Regions from separate parts of the Mus musculus genome. Here region 1 is linked to region 2. A link is a contact called in public HiChIP or PLAC-seq data. All regions are on one chromosome and are shown on one strand. Each heading gives the region's core, a stretch centred on a gene start, on an enhancer-like site or on the middle of the called end of the contact. The rest is flanking DNA. Distances are from core to core; before and after follow the strand shown. Region 1 has its middle 29 kb from the start of Gm13212. Region 2 has its middle 22 kb from the start of Zfp990.

What was found. HiChIP or PLAC-seq counts read pairs in DNA pulled down with a chosen protein or histone mark.
Region 1: a contact with region 2 is called in an H3K27ac HiChIP or PLAC-seq map of embryonic stem cells, with 5 times the contacts expected there. The contact joins two enhancer-like sites. A contact is called at or near these places in 7 of 484 Hi-C or Micro-C datasets (the G1E-ER4 cell line, embryonic stem cells, liver and 2 more), 6 of 115 datasets of contacts at active chromatin or transcription factors (double positive thymocytes, embryonic stem cells and stem cell-derived anterior neural progenitor cells) and 1 of 9 other capture datasets (embryonic stem cells).

What each region holds. Positions count from the first base shown.
Region 1 is chr4:145,553,619-145,559,089 of GRCm38.p6, forward strand. No RefSeq gene overlaps it. Among named protein-coding and RNA genes, the nearest start is that of Gm13212, 29 kb to the right of the region's middle. Within about 2 kb of position 3,238, at least 11 of the 459 cell types and tissues checked have an H3K27ac peak or open chromatin away from gene starts, as enhancers often do. A contact at or near this core is called in embryonic stem cells, where this site is marked.
Region 2 is chr4:145,486,508-145,491,401 of GRCm38.p6, forward strand. No RefSeq gene overlaps it. Among named protein-coding and RNA genes, the nearest start is that of Zfp990, 22 kb to the right of the region's middle. Within about 2 kb of position 3,079, at least 1 of the 459 cell types and tissues checked has an H3K27ac peak or open chromatin away from gene starts, as enhancers often do. A contact at or near this core is called in embryonic stem cells, where this site is marked.

The DNA of each region.
Region 1 (5,471 bases), core at 1,988-4,487, 67 kb after region 2:
GACCAACAGATGGGACGAAGGTCCCTACATATGGGACAAAGGTCCCTACAGATGGGCCCTACAGGTGGGACAAAGGTTCCTACAGATGGGACAAAGGTGCCATGAAGTCATCTCTGCTACTGGGTGACTCCTGGGGAGAGGTGAACAATGTCTAGACAGCCCACAGAGAGTACCACCACAGACCAAAGACACCCTCCCACCAAGGTATGACTCAGTGGATCAGGGAGTGTGTGGGGTTACTTGGCAGAGCAGTGACTCAAAAGCTGCTTCAGCATAGAAAACCCCACCCCAGGGCAAGTGAGGATTCCTAAAGGCTACATGCCTGGAGCTTTCTTCTGGACTTGCAGGGGGCTCAGCACAGCATGAAGGCTAATTCTGATTGTCTAGTTGGTTGGATCTGAAATTAACTATGAGACAAACCTCTGTGTGGGTCTATAGAGGTGTTTCTAGGGTGGGTGAAGATTCCCAGAGGAGACAGAAGTTAAAGGAAAATACACTGCTATTTGTTTGCCTACCTTCATTCCTTGCTGGTAAGTGTGCCTGTCTCATTTCTTTGAGAAGCCCAGTTTCTTCAGCCTTTCAATATGGGCTGAAGCCCAGAGACTCTCCAGGAATGCCCAAGGCCTTCAACACCATATTGGAACTGCTAAGTCATCCAGCTCATGGATAGAGGAACCACTGGGTCCATATCATGGAAGTCAATGCAACCAGTCTTCCTTATGATATGTATTCTGTCTCAGATCCTCTCCTAAAGGACCCTGACTAACACATGTGTTACTGTGTGAACTCCTGGAGGGTGGGTGTTCCTGTCTCTGTCTCCCATGTAGGGAGCTGGTATGACTGGCTGGAACCTCCATCTGTGAACTTCTCTGATGCTCCCTTCTGGAGCAACAAATGCCACTATCCTTGAATCAGACAAGGCAGTATGACATGACAGAGTAGGCAGCTGCCCTTTAAGATGCAATTTCAGCTACTGCAGAAGGAACACAACTCCACTTCCCACAGCTCCCATACCTACACCTCCCACACCAAAACCTCCCACAACTTCCACTCCTATATCTCTCATGTCTTTACCACCCACACCTTTACCTCCCACACCTTGGTGACCTCCTACAGTCACTTTGGTTACAGAGCAAGAGGTCAGGTTCCATTTGCAAATCTGACCTGCTTGCTCTTCACCTTAGTGTCCCCAGACTGGAAATGCTGGTGACAGCTACTCTAACTCACTCTCTGTAATATGAGAAGGTGGTACTCAGGGTCCCTGCTCCTTGCCTACAACCTCCTCCTCCTCCTCCCCTCCTCTTCCTCCTTTACTTCCTTCTCCTCTCCTACCTCTTCCTCCCTATGTTTCTCCATCCTCCTTTTAACCCAAAAGAGGTGGATGACTTACAAAGGGCAAATGAGTCAGAGATAGGGAAGCAGAAAAAGAGAATGATTTTACTAAGTTATTATTCAGAGGTGCTTTCTGAGACAGAGAATAAGAGCAACCCTATCATTCACACAGCAGATACCTGGGCAGGAGATCTGTGGTGTCAGCCAACAGCCATTGCATGAGCAAGTAGGCCAGGAGCCTCAGGCTACCAGCTAGCCACCACAGAGGAGACTGCTGTGTACACACAAAAAAGGGACATTTAGCCCAATGGTCATAGAGGACACTGAGGTGGGATGGAAGCATGACCTCATCTGAGAGGATGGAGCCCTAACACTCTGTTATCCAGCTGTGACTCTGCAAGGCGAGTGCATCCTTGATGGGTGGATATAAATTGAGAGAGCATGTGAGATTTTTTTTCTGCTTATATTTTTATTTCATACTTTAAACTTTACTTTATCCTAATTTTGATGTATAGGTTTTCACTGAATATTAAGTTGTGATTTTAATCTCCTTGAGGACAAGTTGTTCTTCATGTACATACAAATTCTCTGCAGAGTCCTGTAAATATATAAACAGATCTTCTCCCAGAAAAACATCAGTCATTTTTATTATCCTGTTAATAGGTCTTTATTTTATTAGGGGCTAGAAAAGTTTAAAAAATTGACTTATTTATTGTTATATAAAGTATTATAAGGAGATCAATAATTATAATTTTACTTTTTTAAAAAGATTTATTTATTTATTATATGTAAGTACACTGTAGCTGTCTTCAGACACTCCAGAAGAGGGCATCAGATCTTGTTACAGATGGTTGTGAGCCACTATGTGGTTGCTGGGATTTGAACTCCAGACCTTCGGAAGAGCAGTCGGGTGCTCTTACCCACTGAGCCATCTCACCAGCCCTACTTTGTAATTTAGATGTCTATATCTTTTAAGGTTTGATGAGCTCATTCTACAATAGCCTGTCCCTGTGAATTATAGGAGATGTCAGTGGAATATGAGAAACTAAGAGTCAAACACCAATTTTAATACGCCTTTTAAGTTTAATATGCCTTTTAAGTATTTTCTGATTTTGAGGCCTTGGCATTATAAACTAATAAAACAAATACTGTATCATATCTTTGAAGGTTTCCCCAGGTTAGGCAAAGGTATAAATAACAATGAGAATTCAGCATATATACATACAGGAATAAAAGCAAACTTTCCCAAAGACAGGACATGTGTAACATTTGTCTGTTTTAAATCCCAGGGATATAGGCTCATCAGGGGTTAAATACCCAAGCTGAGCTAACAGATTTGCAGGAATGCAGGAGCAGTTTTCTGAGTGCAGTGGTGATTTGTAATGTAAGATCTTGCTATGTTATCTTCATAGGAAAAGCAACAAGCTTTTGTTAAGAAATTAAACTAAGCCAGGCATGGTGGCGCACGCCTTTAATCCCAGCACTAGGGAGGCAGAGGCAGGTGGATTTCTGAGTTTGAGGCCAGCCTCGTCTACAGAGTGAGTTCCAGGACAGCCAGGGCTATACAGAGAAACCCTGTCTTGAAACCCCCCCCCCCAAAAAAAAGAAATTAAACTAATCCTTACCTTCATATATCTGATCAGGAAGCACAGAATGACCTTGCACATGTCCAGTAGAGAAAAGATAATTTCTAATCTGAAGTAAGACTTGTAATTCTGAAAGTTGGGGTTCTGAAAATTGTAAAATATCTGTTCCACAGGTTTTAAAAGGGGGCTTGTCCTTCATATTTAAAAGACAATGTATCTCAGATGCCTAGTGTTCAGGAAGTTGTATTGGGAGAGTATTTGAGGTACCTCCTTAAGCTGCAGCTGCTGTGCCTTACTCCCAGAACATTCAGCAGCTTTCACCTTCAAGGTCAGTGGAGCTGTTGGGATGGGAAATGGGCAGGAGCAGAGCAGGGGTGTGGAGCAGGGGTGCAGTTTCTCCTGCCACACTCACAATTCTGTTGTGGGTATCTTACCATTTTTAGGAAGTTTGAGATTCTATGAACCTGGGGGTTTTGGTGATGCTTGAATTAATTGTATACTTGCCAGAATATTTTTCTAAATAACCTCTTCGATCCTTGGCAGCCTCTGTAGTTTGTACACAGGAGTTCTCTTTGATAAAGCCTCAATAAAGCTCCTTGAACTCAAATTCTCCCATGTTTCTTAACTCCCCTGTTTCTCTGTTTGCTACTTCATTTCCCTTTTAACAGGGGACTGAATAGACATTCCAAAAGAGCTTTGTAGATATTAGTTATATGAGGGACCATTGCAGATTTCACCGAATTAGAAAATGTAGGTTATAAAGCACCATCAAATGGCTGTAAATATTAACATTTACTGAGTAAAGTTACAATCTCCATTAATTTTACACTGAGGTATATGCAGGTTTTGATGTAAATACAGCATTCAAAATGTGTCTTCATAGGATTAAGTATTAATGTTACACCTTAGGTTTGAATGAAAAACAAAGACAAGATTGCTGCAAAGTATGGCTGAAGAGAAGATATATTGTTGGTTCTGTTAAACCAGAGAATCGCCAGAGAAAAATGAATTCCACCATGTGGGTAAGCTTTATTAGATATTACATCCTGACTAAGAGATGGACTTGGGTCACATGCTACAGGGGGTTGTATAGGCTATGAGGATTTATCATTTTCCTAAGACTTGCAACCTGCAGCATTCCAAGAAGTTACCTGTTTCTTGGGCTGGTGGTGCTTAGAGGTTATAATATATGCCAGAGGACCAGGCACAAACCTATACAGGCCCTGTGTTTATTGCTTTTTTCTCTGTAAATTCACATGAACCTGGTTCATTTGATTCAGATAGCCTTTTCTCCTTGGGTCCTCTAACACATCTGGCTATTTCATTCTTTCTCACATGCAGTTGCCTGACCTATTTTGGGGTAGGTTTGATTTAAAGGTCTGTGACAAGGACTCTTGTCTTTACTTAACATCTGTGGGTAGGTTTCTGCATCTCTTCCTGTCTGATGCAGGAGGAAGCTTCTTGGATGGTGACAGAATAAGACACTGGTCTTGAGTATAACAGAATATCATTGGGGATCACATCGTTGATATTTTTCCTTGAGTGGTAGTGTTTGTTTTTCCCCTGGGTGTTTATTTTATCTACTGTGTGGTTCCTAGCTACTCATGCAGAATTGGTTATGAGTTTCAGCTTACAGAGTAGGATTTACGTCAAAAGAGACATTGGTTAGCTTTTCTTACATGGTTTGTGCCATCATTCCCCTAGCATATCTGGCAGGTAGACAAGATTTTAGCCAAAGGTTTTGAGGCTAGGTTGCTTTTCACATTTCTCTTTTGTTAGCCTGTTTAGCAACTTCACATACCAAAGAAAATATTATATAGGCAGGAAGGTTCACCTTCTCTGTGTCCAGTGAGTTCTCTGAATGATATGCTTGGTAATAGAGAACTGCTCTCAATTTTAACAGAGCAAAGAGTTATCTTAGCAACTGCCTAGGTTGCTTAGGGATCTAAGGGACCCACTTAGCCAACAACTCAATTGAATAAAACTCAGGTAGTGTACTAGAAAGCTCATTTGAAGCAAATACCATGTCAGTTGGGACTGCTTCACCCCCATTAGTAGGTCACTGAATATTGATTGTCTTTATAGCATTTAGGAAGTATATACCACTATAGGCTTCCATATCATCACTCAAATACCCCTCTAATTTCCAACTGTCTCTCAGCATTTTCTTCTTCAACCTTAACTTCCCTCCTACTTTCTACCTCATTTTCCCATTCACATCTCCATCTGCCTCCAGTCGATCCATGAAATCTATTTTATTTACCTGCACCAGGGAATCTGTGTGCCACTGTGTGCCACTGTGTGCTCTGAAGTCAACTCTTCTATACTTAATATCTCTAAATACAATGGGCTTATCCAGTTCATTATTTTAGCATTGGCTAATATCCACACATAAGTGAATATATTCCATATTTCTCCACCTGTGTCTGGCTTACCTTCATAGATAATTTTTTTCTAGGTACATCTATTTGTCTGAACATTTTAATATGGATGAATATCTATCTATCTATCTATCTATCTATCTATCTATTTATCTATCTATCTTTCATCAAA
Region 2 (4,894 bases), core at 1,829-4,328:
TGTCTCTACCACCCACACCTTCACCTCCCACACCTTGGTGACCTCCTACAGTCACTTTGGTTACAGAGCAAGAGGTCAGGTTCCATTTGCAATCTGACCTGCTTGCAGAGGTGCTCTCCACCTTAGTGTCCCCAGACTGGAAATGCTGGTGACAGCTACTCTAACTCCCTCTCTGGAAAATGAGAAGGTGGTACTCAGGGTCCCTGCTCCTGGGTTACAGCCTCCTCCTCCACCTCTTGCTCCTCCTTCTCTACCTCCTCCTCTTCCTCATGTTTCTCTGTCTTCCTTTTAACTCAAAAGTGATGGATGACTGACAAGGAGCAAATGAGTCAGAAATTAAGGAAGCAGAAAAAGAGAATGATGTTGCCAACTTATCATTCAGAGGTGCTCTCTGAGGCAGAGAATAAGAGCAACCCCATCAATCACACAGTGGATGCCCTTGCAGGCGATCTGTGGTGTCAGCCATCGCATGAGCAATTGGACCAGGAGCCTATGGCTACCTGCTAGCTACCACAGAGGGAGGAGACTGTGTAGACACAATAAAAGGGAACAATTAGCCCAGAGGTTAGAGAGGACACTCAGAACCTGCTTTCTTGCACAGGTCCCTGTGAGTCCTACTTGGGCCAGACTCAAAACAGGAGAGAGATGAAGCCAGTAGGCACTCAGTGTGGAGCATGTACCCTTTTGCCACACTGAGGGTGGGAGGGAAACATGAGCTCATCTGACTGGATGGAGTACTAGGAAGCTGTATCTCAGCCATGGCTCTGCAAGGCAAGTGCATCCTACATGGATGGATATAAGATTGAGGAGAGAGCATGTGAGACTTTTTTCCCTGTCATATTTTTATTTCTTTTTTTTTTCTTTTTTGGTTTTTGGCTTTTCAAGACAAGGTTTCTCTGTATAGCCCTGGCTGCCGTGGAACTCACTCTGTAGTACAGGCATGCCTTGAACTCAGAAATCTGCCTACCTCTGCCTCCCAAGTGCTGGGATTAAAGGCGTGTGTCACCACTGCCCAGCCTATATTTTTATATCATACTTTAAACTTTACTTTATCATAATTTTGATGTATAGATTATCGCCGCATATTAAGTTGTGATTTTTTTAATCTCCTTGGGGATTGGTTTTTCTTCATGTACACACAAATTCTTTGCAGAGTCCTGTAAGTACATGAACAGAGCTTCTTCCAGAAAAACATCCAGTCATTTTTATTATCCAGTTAGTAGGTCTGTATTTTATTAGGGGCTATAAAAGTTTTTAAAATGTACTCATTTATTGGTCTATAAAGTATTATAAGGAAATGAATAATTATAATTTTATTTTGTAATTTGATATCTATATCTGTTAAGGTTTGATGAGCTCATTCTACAATAGGATGTCCCTGTGTATTATAGGGGATGTCAGGGGAATATGAGAAACTAAGAGTCAAACATGAATTTTAATATGCCTTTTAAGTTTAAACAATGGTATTTTCTGATTTGAGCCCTTGGCATTATAAACTAATGAAACAAATACTGTATCATATCTTTGAAAGTTTCCCCAGGTTAGGCCAAGGCATAAATAACAATGAGAATGAAGCGTACATACATACAGGAATAAAAGCAAACTTTCCAAAAGACAGGACATGTGTAACATTTGTCTGTTTTAAATTACAGGGATATAGGCTCATCAGGGGTTAAATACCCAAGCTGAGCTAACAGCTTTGCAGGAATGCAGGAGCAGTTTCTCTGAGTGCAATGGTGATTTGTAATGTAAGATCTTGCTAAGTTACCTTCATAGGAAAAGCAACAAGCTTTTGTTAAGAAATTAAATTAATCCTTACCTTCATGTATATGACCAAGAAGCATAGAATGAACTTGAACATGCCCATTAGAGGAAAGGCAATTTCTAAATTGAAGCAAGACTTGTAATTCTGAAAGGTGGGGATAAAATAGTAAAATACCTGTTATACAGTTTTTAAAAGGGGGCTTGTCCTTCATATATAAAAGACAATGTATCTCAGCTACATCATGGTCAGGAGTCATAGTGGAAGAGTAGTCTGGAGTATTTGTGGTACCACCTTAAGCTGAAGTTGCTGTGCCTTACTCCCAGAACATTCAGCAGCCGGTCCTTTCAACTTCAAGGTCAGAGCAGCTGTTGGGCTGGGAAATGGGCAGGAGAACAGGGGTGTGGGCAGGGGTGTATTTTCTCCTGCCACTCTCACAATTCTGTCATGGATATCTTACCATTTTGGGGAAGTTTGAGATACTATGAACCTGGGGTTTTTGGTGATGTTTTAATTAATTTTATAATTTCCAGAATTTTTTCTAAAATATCCTCTTAGATCCGTGGCAGTATCTGTAGTTTGTACACAGGAATTCTCTATGCTAAAGCCTCAATAAAGCTCCTTGAACTCAAATTCTCCCATGTTTCCTAACTCCCCTGTTTCTCTGTTTGCTACTTCATTTCCCTTTTAACAGGGGACTGAATAGACATCCCAAGAGAGCATTTTAGATATTAGTCATATGAGGGACCATTGCAGATTTGATTGAATTAGAAAATGTAGGTTATAAAGCACCATCATATGACTGTAAATACTAACATTTACTGAATAAAGTTACACTCTCCATTAATTTCTCCATTAATATACTAAGGTATATGCAGGCTTTGATCTAAATACACCATTCAGAATATGTCTTCACAGGCTTAGATATTAATATTACATCTTAGGTTTGAATGAAAATGAAAACAAGATTGCTGCAAATTATGACTGAGAAGAACATATATTGTAGGTTCTGTTAACCCAGGGTATCACCAGAGAAAAACCAATTCCACCATATGGCAAGCTTTATTAATATTTATATCCTGACTAAGATATGGACTTTCCTCACATGATACAGGGGGTTGTATAGGGTATTGTAATTTCCTATGAGGCTTTATTAGTTTCCTAAGACTTGCAGCCTGCAGCATTCCAAGAAGTTACCTGTTCTTCTGCTGGTGGTGCTTAGAGGTTAATTTTTGGCATTTCAGTCTGAGGGAGAAAGCAGTCTGAGTTCTCTGGTTGGATCCAGAATCAGGAGCCAAGAAAGCACCTAGGCAACAATGTCTGCATTGATATGTTAATAGGCACCCCAGTTAGCTTTTCCTCCTGAATTTCTTTAAATACTTCCAAAGTTCAGCCCAGCATGCTTTGAGAGAATGATAGCAGGCTAAAATATTTTTATATGTAGACAACTTCCTGTAGATTAAGACAGAATTAGATAGCATTTTTAAACAATTTTGATTGCTCACTTACATGAGGAAAAATGGCTCCTTAGTTCATGAAAAGCACTCTGCCTATGCACATTCATGTTTTGTTGAATTCTGCAATGTGGACTTCTTGCAGATGTGGGAATGCTTAGACCCTGCACTCAGGGTCTTTTTCAGAGACCTCTTGTTGGAGAAGATCAACTGTCTGCATTCTTTTTTTTTCATTTTTTATTAGATATTTTCTTCATTTACATTTCAAATGCTATCCTGAAAGTCCCTTTTACCCTCCCCCTGCCGTGCTCCCCTACCCACCCATTCCCACTTCTTGGCCCTGATGTTCCCCTGTACTGGGACATATAAAGTTTGCAAGACCAAGGGGCCTCTCTTCCCAATGATGGCAGACTGGGCCATCTTCTGCTACATATGCAGCTAGAGACACGAGCTCAGGGGGGTACTGGTTAGTTCACGTTGTTGTTCCACGTATAGGTTGCAGACCCCTTCAGTTCCTTGGGTTCTATCTCTTCCTCCTCCATTGGGGGCCCTGTGTTCCATCCAATAGATGACTGTGAGCATCCACTTCTATATTTGCCAGGCACTGACATAGCCTCACAAGAGACAGCTATATCAGGGTCCTTTCAGCAAAATCTTGCTGGTGTATGCAATAGTGTCTGCTTTTGGTGGCTGATTATGGGATGGATCCCCAGGTGGAGCAGTCTCTGGATGGTCCTTCCTTTACTCTCAGCTCCAAACTCTTTCTCTTTAACTCCTTCCACGGGTATTATGTTTCCTATTCTAAGACGGAATGAAGTATCCACACATTGGTCTTTCTTCTTAATTTTCTTGCGTTTTGCAAATTGTATCTTGGGTACTCTAAGTTTCTGGGCTAATATTCACTTATCAGTGAGTGCATATCAAGTGAGTTCTTTTGTGATTGGGTTACCTCTCAGGATGATCTCCTCCAGATACATATATTTACCTAAGAATTTCATAAATTCATTGTTTTTAATAGCTGAGTAGTACTCCATCATGTAAATGTACCACATTTTCTGTATCCATTCCTCTGTTGAGGGACATCTGGGTTCTTTCCAGCTTCTGGCTAAAATAAATAAGGCTGCTATGAACATAGTGGAGCATGTGTCCTTTTTACCAGTTGGAACATCTTCTGGGTATATGCCCAGGAGAGGTACTGCTGGATCTTCTGGTAGTACTATGTACAATTTTCTGAGGAACCACCAGACTAATTTCCAGGGTGGTTGTACAAGCTTGCAATTTCACCAGCAATGGAGGAGTGTTCCTTTTTCTCTACATTCTATCCAGCATCTGCTGTTACCTGAATTTTTGATCTTAGCCATTCTGACTAGTATGAGGTAGAATCTCAGGGTTGTTTTGATTTGCATTTCCCTGATGATTAAGGATGTTGAACATTTTTTCAGGTGCTTCTCAACCATTCAGTTTAGGAAGTTGTTTCCTGATCCAACAAGTTCAAAGCTATTCTCCACTTTTTGTTCCATTAGATTAAGTATGTCTGGATTTATAATGAGGTCTTCGCTTCACTTGGACTTGAGTATTATGCAGAGTGCTAAATATGGATCTATATGCTTTTTTCTACATGATGACATCCAGTTAGACCAGCATCATTCATAGAACATGTTCTCCCCTTTCCATTGTA